Linked DNA regions of Mus musculus: region 1 is linked to region 2. A link is a contact called in public HiChIP or PLAC-seq data. All regions are on one chromosome and are shown on one strand. The core of a region is the stretch at or near the end of the contact, and the rest is flanking DNA. Distances in the headings are between cores, read along the strand shown. Region 1 holds the start of Crebzf (CREB/ATF bZIP transcription factor). Region 2 overlaps Tmem135 (transmembrane protein 135).

Region 1 (6,890 bases), core at 2,607-5,106, 1.2 Mb before region 2:
AGTAAAATGTGCTTACACATAAATATGAGCAAAATTTATTTAAAGCCCCTGATAGATCCTACATACATGCAGTTACCATGTAAAAACAAGACCATGAGTTGATGCAAAAAAAATGACAAAAATCACTGTCACCAAAACTAGAAAAAAACAATGAAATGGAAACAAAAACACAGTTAATAAGACATAAGGAACCTAAGAAAGCAGCTTTAAAAACAGGACACTCTGATCTTCCACTGTTGAGAATTCCTAATTCTCCAAACTGCCATTTATGAAATGACAGCCTAAGACTCTGTACTTGGAATTTCAAAACATCCCAATTCAGAAACTAATTTTCCCCAAGCCCACACTTCAAATGCAGGAAAAGCACTGAGGTTAAGAAAATATTCCACAGAAATGGTATAGTTTTTAGGAAAACAAACTTACTACTTCCAGAACCTTTCGATTAAGTCTATATTAACAACCATTTTTCCTATTTTCATCCATTACTTTCCAATATCATGTTAGAGATGAATAAATTCTTTGAGCCCATAACTGAAAGATCAACAAACCTGATTTTATTATGACACCATATGTTTGTCATTGGTTCTGCACAAAATTATATACAAAGAAATATATACAAAAATGTTCAAGTATTAAATTTCAATTCAAGGCTTCTGTTTCAAAAGCTACATTTAACATACTTCAGAAAGAGCACAAATTAGTCATTTCAAATAAATTTCCAACTACTTTTGGTTTCTATATCTATGTATATATATATATATATAATTCATAGGCACTGAAATCCATGCAGCTGCATTGTGGGGCTTGTATCCTACCCTTGTAGAAGCAGGTCCGTCACTCCAAGTTGTGAGTTTGGCTACTACCCATTCATGCTCAAGTGCAGTAGAGATTTTTACAAAATGTGATAGACTGAAAAACCAGAGACTAATTTAGGTCTCAAAATCATATTATCTAGCAACAAAACATTTACAGTTGTGCAAGAACAAGATTCCATTTCCATAACCAAGTAACAAAATAAAACATCTTACGTGTAGGATAACTTACATCTTTGGACTGCTGGAAAATACTTAATTATGAACATTTTAAAAATAAAAGACAGCAGAAGCCCTGATATTACCTCTGTTTCCTTATTTCTTATACTACCTTTTAAAATAAAGCAGGAAATGTGGCCAGCAGCTGGTCCCGTCTCTTCTGCCCCAACAGCTGTATCCACTTTAGCACAAAGAAAAACAAGGATGCTAAATACGTATATCCTTTATCAAACAGTGATGTTTCACAAAGAATTTAATGTCTCTTGCATTTCAGAGCATCAGAACACACACTTAAGACAAGTGGACAAAAAAACAGTATTTTAAGGAAAGACTTTTCCGTCTTTGGAAAAACAGTATCGATCATTTCATTAATTTAAACAAGTATTTTTAAATAGGACAAAAGTTTTAGAAATATGGAGAAAAGATTCTTTGTGAAGCCTCACTTTACATGTTTTCATTCACATTTCACAACCTTCAATATCTAATCATACAGAAATTTAGCCTAAATTTTAATACAACAAAAATAAATACTTTCAACAATTTCTTCATACTCATTGATTAGTAATTACTGTGCTGGTCCTCAAAGAAACATTTCATTTATCGTCTTCTAATTAAAACACAGAAATCTGATGGGTATGTTAATTTCCAACTTCTCAAGTGGTGAACTATTAGGGTCTTTAAATAGACTGTATTTCTGCATTTTCTACTGAAAACTATAAGGCATTCATTAAGTATTTTAGGAGACTTGTCATCTCCAGAAAAATACCACATTTGCGCATGCCTCAATACTTATTGTCAACCTCTGAAAAGTTGCTCTACAATTGGAATTCCAATTTGCACCTTGTACAACTCGGAACTTCCATTCAACTTCACCTGTTTGACTGTCTCCAAACTGTATCTCTATTAGCAGGTTTCTGTGTACAGTTGGAACCGATGTCATCCAAGGCCATGTCCACACTGGGGACAGAAGAGCTAGGTACACGCAACTCTGAACAAGGGGACACATTTAACAGCTATTTCAACCAGAAGCAACTTAAGTACATTAATGACCAGCACAAGTCTGTTTCCAGGGTGGACAAGGCCCAAATTAAGATTCCCCTCCCACCACCTTTCAAAAAGAAAAACAAACAGAAAAAGATATCACACACACACACACATTGAGATGTCTGCCCATTAAAGTAGCCTAAGCAGCCGAGCATGAGCGTTACGGGAAGAGATGGATCCTTACCAGGTTGTGAGGCGGGAACGACTGCTCTGTAACCCCTACAACGGAGCCTGGCAGGAAGGAAATCACCTAAAAAAGAAACTGTCAGAGAGATTTAATAGTCACAGGTTATCATTAGGAGTTGGTTACAGTGTCACATTCATGCTTTTAGCTAAACACTTAAAAGATTTAATATTACTTTTTTTTCCGCCTCTGAAATGCGTCCGGTGACGATGTCCCACTAAGGTGTTTGACATGGTGTAAGGGAGGAGAAAGGGGTAAACGCGGATAAAGAGCAGATTACTTGACCCTACATTTTAAGAGACGACGACGCCTTCCGAGCGCACGCCGAGCAGAACTCCACCGACACCTTATCCTTGTCCACATGGAGACACACTCCTCCCGCCGCGTCGTCCTCTTCCCGCGGCTCCGGCGGCTGCTTCCCCACCGGCAGGGCGTAGTCGTGGTCGCCGGCGGGCGAGTCTCTGAAGAGGGAGGTGGTCAGCCGCAGTCCCACGCCGCTCAGTCGGCTCAGCAGGCGAGCTAGTCCGGTCTCGTTGGCCAGGACGGCCCGTAGGTAGCGACTCTCCTCCTGCAGTGCTTGCACGCGCTTGCCCAGCTCCCGATTCTCGGCCCGCAGCTCCTGGTTCTCGGCTGCCAGTCCCCGGACCCGACTCTCCAGCCCCATCACGTACTCCTTCTTCTTGAGCCGATTAAGACGGGCAGCGGCCGCCGCCGCCTTCCGGGGACTCTTGGTCGCCGCCTGGTTGCCGTCGTTGGCGCCACCGCCTCCTGCTCCCGGGGACTTTCTCCGCCTCTTCTCCCCGCCGCCGCGGTCACCGCCGCTGCTGCAGCCTCCGATGCCGTTCAACAGCCTCTGCAGCAAGTCGGAGAAGCGCTGCATCTCGGCGGCCGCGGTGTCGTCGTCGTCGTCCCCCCTCAACAGGCCGCCGCTCTCCGAGCCTCCGCCGGACGAGGACAGGGGCCCGGGCGAGCTGAGCCCGGGCTCCAGGTGCCAGTCCGGTTGCCGAGGGTCCAGCAGATCGGCCAGCTCCAGCCCGGAGAGAAAGTCCATGTCCTCCGGCTCTTCCTTGGGGACCATGGCGATCGCGTCCTCCTCCTCCTCCTCCATCTTCAGGGGCGAGGGCGCGGGCGCGCGCACGGCCACGCTGCCGCGGCTCCCGCTCCGGGCCTCCGGCTCGCCCCCGTCCCCGTCCCCGTGAGGTTGCTCGCGGTCAGGCGATCCGGGCCTCGGGGTCTCCGCCCCCGCGGCTGCCCCGCTCGGCTCCCGGGGCGGCGCGCGCGTGGCGGGCGGCTCCCGGCTGTCGCGGCGGCTCGGGAAGTCGCGGCCCGAGGCTGCCAGCAGCTTGGTCAGGCTGTGCCTCATGGGGCTGAGCGGCGGGCCCGGGTAGGCCGCAGCCACTCCGACCCCGGGCCCCCAGCGCGCAGAGCCACGGCGCCGGGCCGACCGCAGGCGCGGGGCAAGGTCCGAGTGGCCTCCGGCGGCCGCCCAACCCCCCGCACGAGGCGGGGGGAAGGCAGTGGAAGCGCGAAGCGGCGAGGCCCGGGGGAGGACTCGGCCGCGCCACCCAGACAGCGGCCTGGCCGGAAGTTACTCTCTGCCCACCCCGCCCACAAAAACGCGCTTCGCTCCAGCCAGAGTATCGCGAGATTCCGAGTGCTTTCGAGGTGCAGTAACTTCGGCTTTGCGGTGATGTCATAGGAGCAGCAGGCAAAACACAATAAAACCTAGTTTCCACCCCCCCCCCACTCATCGGTACTACCCGGTACCACTCTCCTCGATCCAATATGACATCTAGACATATTTGACGTAGCTATATTAAAAAAAAACTGTTTTTGTGAACGCTTTTATTTTTGCTGTTTCTCTCTAAACTGCAAGCAAAAAACAGCACGCATAAGGAAATAGTCCCCGTTAAAACAAAAGACTTTAAATCAGAAGTGTTACCAAATTCTGGGGAACGCAGTCACGTACTGACACTAACTCCCCAGGCGACATTCAGAGGTCCTTAGTCTCAGAAAATGATCTTTCATAATACTATTACTGCTATTATTGTCATTATTACATCATTTTTATTTATCATTTGTTTTTGCAATAAGGGTCACTTGCAGAATTAGCTCCTTTGCCAAGAGTGGGTGGTTGGTTTGTTTACTGGTCTCTTGTTTTGCTGTTTGTTTTCTGCTTTTTTTTTCTTTTGTCAAGTCATGGTAGTTACTTAGGCTTTTTCCGTTTTTAAAATACCAGCTTTTTGAAAAGACCAAGTCTTGAACAAAACACTTCACTTTTTATTCAATGAGTTCATGCACATAGCACTGATGTAACGAATTCTTTTAAGCCTCACTACACATTGGGCCAATAGTGCGGGGGGGGGGGGGGGGGGGGGGGGGGGGGGGGGGGGGGGGGGGGGCTTCTGCAACCACCAGGACAAACAAAGTAATGTAATTCAGTTTAACACACTGAGTAGCCAGTGTTGATTCAAACTTCAAGAGTATGATCCCAGAGTTCTTAATTTTAGGCATTTTTTTTAAATCATTTTATTTTATTTTATTTTTTTAGATTTATTTATTATTTATTATATGTAAGTACACTGTAGCTGTCCTCAGACACTCCAGAAGAGGGAGTCAGATCTCATTACGGATGGTTGTGAGCCACCATGTGGTTGCTGGGATTTGAACTCCTGACCTTCGGAAGAGCAGTTGGGTGCTCTTACCCACTGAGCCATCTCACCAGCCCAATTTTAGGCATTTTTAAGCAAAGCACAGTTTGGTGGAAGAGTTTCCTGCTGATAATCGAGAGTATGCAGCAATATGACCTGACCACCATGAAACTCTGTGTAAAAGTATGCATGACATCTTCCATAAAGACAAATGTCTTAATTAGGGTTTCCATTGCTGTGAAGGGACAGCATGACCAAGGCAACTCTTGTTTTGTTTTGTTTTGTTTTGTTTTGTTTTGTTTTGTTTTGTTTTGTTTTTCAAGACAAGGTTTCTCTGTATAGCCCTGGCTGTCCTGAAACTCACTTTGTAGACCAGGCTGGCCTGTCTCTGCCTCCTGAGTGCTGGGATTAAAGGCATGCACCACCACCGCCCAGCTCCAAGGCAACTCTTATAAGGACAACATTTAACTGGGGCTGGCTTACACTTTCAGAGGTTCAGTCCATTATCATCACAGAAGCAGAGCAGAATCCAGGCAGGGTCCATTTCCTCTATGGAAGGAACTCCGAGTTCCCCAGGCAGGCTGGAGTGTCTCAAAGCCCACTCTGACACTGACAGTGTTAGACCTAGTGGGGAAACCCCCACCCAATTCCCGATTCGGTGTGCACCCAAAAAATCACGAAGGACCATCATCTTGATGTAAATACATGAGGACGTTTAATTACGGAGCTCTGGACCGACATGTATCTCACACAGGAGATAACAGATGTCGGCCACGAGGCTTGAAAGCTAGGGGTTTTTATGGGGTAAGGGGCTTAGGGGTGTGGAATTCAGCATAGTGACACACTATTGGCTTATTCAAACATTAACAGAAAGATTACATGTCAGCAAAAGGGCATCAGGACCTTGTTCCTGTGGGCTGGGGGCTTATCTTTGTTCACATAGCAGTCAGTTGATGTATGACTTTACCAGGCATCAAGGGGCAGTAGACAGAGGGGAGGTTCCGGCCAGGTGGTGTTGGCCCAGACAAGATAGCCCTGCTTGTACAATCAAGCTGTTCTTAGGAATGTCTTAACAACAGCCCTGTCTGTTCTGCTTTGTTCTTGGCCCCAGGCAGTGGGCTCATAGACAACTCTTTTACATGAATCACAAGATACAAAATCTCATTTTCTTTCAACAGGCCTCTTCCAACAAGGCTACCCCTACTCTACCAATGCCACATCTCCTAATATTACCAATCCCTGATCCAAGCACATTCAAACCACCACATGGATTTTATAGATTGACAGAAAAAAATAAGCTCAAAATAAGGGTCTAGAGGAGGATCAGTTGTAGTCTCTGCCACACAGAGTAAATGTTACCAGGCTATTTTTGCTCCCAGCTTTCTGGGTGGTGTCTCTTTGAAGAGACAACAATGTGTGTTTAATATTTCTGGTTCCTCTAATGCTTATCTGTGAGCACAAGGATTTCCGTGCCTCCTACACATTTAATTACTTTTAACTCTTCCAGGATAAACACACACTAATTTTGTGTGGCCATGTTTGAAAATGATGTCTAATTGAGTGGCAGACAAAGTGATGAATCAGAGGAATATCTGACAGAGTAGGTCAGAGATAGAATACCTCCAACTCTCACGAAAATAGCACAGGAACGTAAAAGAGCAGCACAGAGCGAAAGAGAGGAGGCAGTTTTGCTGGTACAGTTTTAGAGAGACAGGTTGCAGATGAGCCAGAAAATGGGAAGGAACCAGAAGATTAGAACAGATTGCCAGAGTTAGTTTAAAGCCAAGAAGAGCAATTCAGTGAGAAGCTGAAAGAAACCAGTTCTAGTCCGTCAGCTTGGAGAAGAGTTTGGGCCAGAACAGTGGGATTTAAACAGCAAGCCAGAGTTCAGAAAGACCTAGAAAGGGTGAGTTTATTAAACAGTAAGCTTCTGAAACAAGAATTATATCTGGCAAATAAAAGACCAGGATGATCAGGAAA
Region 2 (6,363 bases), core at 946-3,445:
ATAGAGTTGTATTGGGCATGTCATCTGGCTCTAAATTGGAAATTCACATACTTCATGCTCAACTTCTCCTCTGTCATCACCATCACCACCACTACCACCCTCCTCCTCACCATTATCATCATTGCCCTTTGTACATACTATGTTCTCAGGCATGAGCAGCAGCCACTGCTGTCTGTCCTCTGATTTTGCATCTCTTGTGTAGGAACTTTTGTTAAAAGTTGCCGTGGCATCTTCTAGCAGGCCTGCGATTAGTCCTAGATAGGGGCCAGTGTTAAAGGTCCTGGAGGTGAACCCTCTGTGACGCTTGCCTACAGGCCCGATATTTCTCTGGAATTCTTCCAGTGACTAAGTCTTTCCATTTTTCTTTTCTGGCTTTATGTAGATATTTAACCAAGAGCTAAGCTTTCTGTTCTATTTTTACCATTTCCCTTGTTCTTACCCCAGTTTTCTTTCTTGGTTTCTTGCTCCTTTTGCTCCTTCAGCTGTCTTCAACATTATTAGAATTCACCAAAGGTTGGGAAAACAAAAAGCTAGTAAAAATTCTTGTATATAGCCCACGTTTTCACTCTAAGGATCTTCAGCAATCATCTGCTCTCATTGCATAGTTTTCTGGAGCCATGAATTGAATGCTAACACTCTCTGGGTGGTTCTGGTACTTGAAAGTCCAGCTATCTGTTTGACTACAGGTTTTTTGGTTGGGGACTGCTATGTAGCAATGGAGAGTCCAACATTGCCAGTTCAGGAATTGGATTGTCCCATCTCACAACATTTTTGTATATTTGCAAGAAAATGTATATCAAAAACAATCATTACACTAAGAATCTAAAGAACTTTTTACCACTTCTGTTGATTTCTCAGTGCTTTAACACGGTTTACTATCTGCCCAGTGCCCTAGCACAGGGACAGGCAGACCTCGTCTAATAATAGTGAGTTAGAGAGTTCTTCAAGTGGTTTCTCTTACAGAAAATAGGATAAAAGCTCGAGTATTAGGAAAAACAGTCAAAGGCACATGGGAATTTGCCCCTTCTAAAATAGCTCCTGGCCAGTTTCTCATCCAAAATTACTGAATGAAAGTATTTATAATAATTTACACATGAAGACAATGCTTAAATTTAACTATTAAAGGTACCAAACATTAAGTATAAAATTCTGAAAATATATAATTCAGGATTTAATTAATACGTGACTGGTATTGTTAATTTTTTCAATAATTTTTTTCATCTTATATTATGTCTAATTTAGAAGTTATAAATTTCCATAAAATATATGAAAGCATTTGATGTGTACATGCACATATCCATATATGCATATATAGCATGATATTCTCTGTAGTTTCATCTGTCCTCTGGAGTTGTAGGACATATCCTACCCCCTGGGTAGAGAGTAACAAATGGACAGAGAGAAATATTAGAAAATCAAGGATAAAGAAAATCCCTTGAGATTACTACTGCTGTTTCTTCTCCATACATTTCTATAGATTTTTTGACACGCCCACATGCACACACAGGCACATACATTCACAGTCTTAAACTTAGTATTGCATCTAGGATCTATGAGATTGAATTTCTTATCTGGTATTATTATTAAAAAGTAGTCTTTCTTGATAGTGTTTTATAACAAGGATTTGTAGATATCTACCCACCCATAGTCACATAGGAAATGTCAAATGAATGGTTAGTATTAAACATCTTAAGTGGAATGAAAACTCTAGGAGTGGAACATTTTTAAAAACAATTTTCTGTGAGATAGTTACAAGTACTGACAGTCTTCTACCCCATCCACTTCCCTCCCACACTTGTTAGCACTGGCTTAGGTACAAGTAAATTAAAACCCTTCAGGTAGAGGTCAGAGGAAAATTACACACTCCAGTGCTTTCCAATAGAACCCAGGGCAGCTTAGCTTTACTGGCAGGATGCTTTTAGATTGAGACATACTTAAACTACTAGTGGAAAGAGGTGGCAAGTCAGTTGATTTGAGTACTAAAGATGAGATTTGGATCAAGTTCATTTGGATATTAAAGAAAAAGAATTTTGTCTTCAAATCATGTCTCCCTAGATAGCTTTCCCTTTTATCTGTGATTTGAGACATAAGAGTAATTTGATCCGGTTTTGAGAAACCATTGTTTACTTTATCTCAAGTGATTGCTTGCTACATCCGCCTTCCAGGCTTCCTCTATGAAATCACCTTCCTGAGTTGTCTGGTTTTAACAGAAACCGGAAGATGTATGGCACACTGCGGCATGCCTGTCACCGAGAGTAGAGTAAAAGCAAATGCGTCATTGGTGACAGTTTTACAAGTAGATCTTTCAGCTAGTTTTATGTGCTTCAGTAAAATCTATCGGTGAACTCATTGATGTATAATTTATGTTGGGAGTATGTGAACAACTCCTTTCTCAACAATGGTCTACTTTGAATCTCTTATCAAATTATATTGAAATTGTACTGTATTTTTGCAACTTAGCAGACTGTCCTAAAAGATTTTAGTTTTTAAATTTTTTTATGTTCACATTTTGATGTCAGCTCCTCCACGTCCCAGATCTATGTGTGTTGGCTTGTGCATAGGAACTCTAGGGATTGTAACCTCCCATCTAAACAAATGCACAAAAGGTTGTTCTTATTTACAAATTTTGCTTTAGCAGTTAAGTCCAATTGACAGTCCGACCCAGGCCCCATATGCCCTATGCGTAGACTTGCTTTGCCTCGACAACTTGTAAGTTGCCTCCTTCCTTTGTTGTAGCTCTAGATTTAGTCCAACAGCAATGAATGTTTTCCAGCCTCTGCTTGACTTCATTCCTAGGCCACCTCCTCTCTTCCATCTCCTTGTTTTCTTTTTGCATATGTTATGTACTGTCATTCTGCCTTAAAGTCATTTTTGTCATTCTCCCAAGATTATTCTTTCTTTATTCAGAGAGAAAAGAGGAGCAAAAGGGATTGGGTAAAGCAGAGGTAAAGCAGGGAGTAGGAGGGAGAGCTCAGGTTTATTTATGTTTTCCTTGTGGCACCATTTATAGAGTGCTGTGCATACTTGTAACTCCAGCCTCTGCAGGCTCATTCTTGCTCAGTCTCTGGACTCCCTCTGTTCCTCCTTCCTTTCTGGCCACCCACTTTCTATATGACCATTAAAAACTCAACATGTAGATTTAAAAAAATACTGTGACCAACTCAAAGCCTTAGGTCTGGCCTGGGTAATAGTTGAGCTGGTCAGTCTACCACTCTCTTGCACCTACCTGCACCATAAGGATGAGCTCTCAGCACTGCCCTGGCTGCTTGCTCAGTGTTGCAGCCAGCAACAGATGGGTAGAGCCCATCTTGCTCTCATGCCCTCAGGGCTGGCTTACCTGCTCATGCCAGCAGGGCTAGCTCTAGTGTGCTGCCCATGCAAGGGCTGGCTTGCTCTTGCTCTCCTGACTGCTCGAGCTTGTGAAGATACATATCTGAGTTTTTAACGGTCAAGTAGTCTCCATGACATAGGGCAAAACCTGGGTAATCTCTGGAGAGGAGTCCTAGTGAGGTGTTGCTTCTGTCTCCGACCAGCAGACGACACAGCGTTCTTCTCAAAGCAGTTTATTCAGGAACCTTTCAACATGCAAGCAGGACTCTCCTCTAGCCCCCAATCGCAATCCCTTATATAACCCCTTAACCACGCCCCATTAGCTCAGTCCGCATAATCTCACTTCATTGGCCTTCGTCAAATGGCCTGATCTTGTGTCATGGTGCACCTGCGCAGCTCTCATGATGGACGTGGCTTATTTTCGGGTGTATGAGGAAGTCAGGTGCAAGTCATAAGACTTGGCTGCAGTCCCGGGCGCCATCTTGGGACTACCGCCACACCCGCTCCCCACAGTGAGAATCCAGTATTGCTAGTGTAGTAGAAGCCAGAGACCTCAAAGTAGACCAATAACTCATTGCAGCGAACATTTACAAGGAAAGAAGTGTGGACAAAAGAGCATTTACTGTGGGGCACACGGAGACACACTTCAGCATCCATGACAAGAGGTTTTTCTTTTCTTTTTTCTTTTGGTAGTTTGGTTGCAAGGGCAGAGGACAGGTATAAAGGGTCAGGCAAATGAGTGAGATTAGTCCATTGATGTGAAATTTACAAGGAATCAAAAATTAAATAATAAAAAAGATACTGTGCCGGTGTCTGTCCTCTCTCTTATCTCTGACTTTCTAGCTGTGACTCAGTCTTTCCTCACCTTTTTGGTCATCTTAAAGGATGGATGGCCTTCCGCAGCCTCGTTCCCGTCCTCACGGAGGAAGAAGCTGCATCTGTGGCTCAGTTGGCCTTGCCTGGAAAACTGTTCGCTGATGAGCAGATGACTTCTTTGAAAGTTTAAAAACCTTAAAGTTGCATGACTGTGAATCCTATGCACGGGGTTTAAATGAGTAGCAGGCTGCTCATTTCTTGCCCATGCCCTTGCAGGCAGCTTTTCATGAACTGAATACATTGTGGTCCTTAGGTGTTTTGGTTTGGGTTTCTGAGAGAGTGCTGGGATTTCCTATGCTCACCATCATTCCCACATTTGCTCTTGATTCCGTTGTGGCTGCTGTCGGCTTTGTGCTGTAGATGATGGGAGCTTGGTTAAGATGCTTGCATCATGGAAAAACAGAAAATGTGCTTAAAATAGAATTTAATGATCACTGGATTCTACTCAAATTTACCTTGTAGCTATTATTTAAAACCAAGCAAATCTATACCTTTTCTCACCTTACTTCTAGTTAGGAAGTTTTCAGTGAGTTTTAAGCATTTTTATAAAATAATGTTATTGGAATTTTACAGGAATTGAATATCTAAATTGTTTTGGATAGTTTTAACACCTTCATACTAAGTCTTCCAAACACAAGAACAGAAGATGTATTTGCATTTATTTGTGTCTTAAAGTTTGGATTTTGTTGTTTAAAGTGCACACTTCTTTTAAACCTCCATGATTAAATTCTTTTGTTAAGATTTTTACTTTTTAATGCCTTTGTAAATGAAATTGTTTCCTTAATGTTCTTTTATGATTTTTGCTGATTTGTAGACATCAATGACTGGGTTGTTATTCTGACATTTCTTTTTCTTCTCTCTCTCTTTCTCTCTTCTCTCTTTTTTTATAATTAGATATTTTCTTTATTTACATTTCAAATGTTATCTCCTTTTCCAGTTTCCCCTCCGAATTCCCCCCCCCCAAACAACCCACCCACTGGCCCTGGCATTCCCCTATACTGGGGCATAGAACCTTCACAGGACCTCGGGCCTCTCCTCCTATTGATGACTGACTAGGCCATCCTCTGCTACATATACAGTTAGAGCCACAGGCCCCACCATGTGTTTTCTTTGATTGGTGGTTTAGTTCTAAGGAGCTCTGGGGGTTGCTGGTTAGTTCATATTGATGTTCCTCCTATAGGGCTTCAAACCCCTTCAGCTCCTTGAGTACTTTCTCTAGCTCTTCCACTGGGGACCCTGTGCTCTGTCCAATGGATGGCTGTGAGTATCCACTTCTGTATTTGCCAGGCACTGGCAGAGCCCCTCAGGAGACAGCTACATCAGGCTCCTTTCAGCAAGCTATTGTTGGCATCTGCCATAGTGTCTGGGTTTTGTGGTTGTTTATTCAGTCTCTTCTCCAAACTTTGTCTCTGTAACTCCTTCCATGGGTATTTTGTTCCTTCTTTTAAGAAGGATTCTGAGCTTCTGGGCTAATATCCACTTAACAGTGAGTGCATATCATGTGAGTTCTTTTGTGATTGGGTTACCTCACTTGGGATGATATCCTCCAGATTCATCCATTTGTCTAAGAATTTCATAAATTCATTGTTTTTAGTAGCTGAGTAGTACTCCATTGTGTAAATGTACCACATTTTCTGTATCCATTTCTTTGTTGAGGGACATCTGGGTTCTTTCCAGTTTCTGGCTATTATAAATAAGGCTGCTATGAACATAGTGGAGCATGTGTCCTTATTACATGTTGGAGCATCTTCTGGGTATATGCCTAGGAGTGGTATTGCTGGATCTTCCAGTAGGACTATGTCCAATTTTAAACTCAGGTGACAGCATATACTTGCGAGGATGTGGAGAAAGCAGAAAACTCCTCCATTGCTGGTGGGACTGCAAGGTGGTACAACCACTATGGAAATCAGTTTGGCAGTTCCTCAGAAAAATCTGACATTTCTAAATTCCCCCCACCCCCGTGTATTTTAAAGTAGATAAGTAGTTTGAATGAATTTGTTGGAAAATAACATTCAGAATAACCAGCAACTTCTGAATCGCATACAATATGTTATATTCTGCTAAGGTTGCACGTCTCTAAGTGAACATATTTGAAATGCTGGCACTTATGGATGTAGCATATAAAGAACTTTTAGGAACCTTTCATATCAGGTGTTT

What was found. HiChIP or PLAC-seq counts read pairs in DNA pulled down with a chosen protein or histone mark.
Region 1: a contact with region 2 is called in an H3K27ac HiChIP or PLAC-seq map of thymic regulatory T cells, with 7 times the contacts expected there. The contact joins the promoter of Crebzf here to the enhancer-like site in region 2. A contact is called at or near these places in 1 of 484 Hi-C or Micro-C datasets (B cells), 2 of 115 datasets of contacts at active chromatin or transcription factors (large pre-B cells and thymic regulatory T cells) and 1 of 9 other capture datasets (adipose tissue).

Annotation. Positions count from the first base shown.
Region 1 is chr7:90,439,747-90,446,636 of GRCm38.p6, reverse strand. It overlaps Crebzf (CREB/ATF bZIP transcription factor), which reads right to left and starts at 3,856. Exons shown (of 1, transcript NM_145151.3): 1 at 1-3,856. The coding sequence starts at 3,622. The coding sequence ends at 2,546.
Region 2 is chr7:89,244,148-89,250,510 of GRCm38.p6, reverse strand. The region is part of intron 4 of Tmem135 (transmembrane protein 135); the gene reads left to right. Among named protein-coding and RNA genes, the nearest start is that of Tmem135, 91 kb to the left of the region's middle. Within about 2 kb of position 2,195, at least 139 of the 459 cell types and tissues checked have an H3K27ac peak or open chromatin away from gene starts, as enhancers often do. A contact at or near this core is called in B cells, adipose tissue and thymic regulatory T cells, where this site is marked.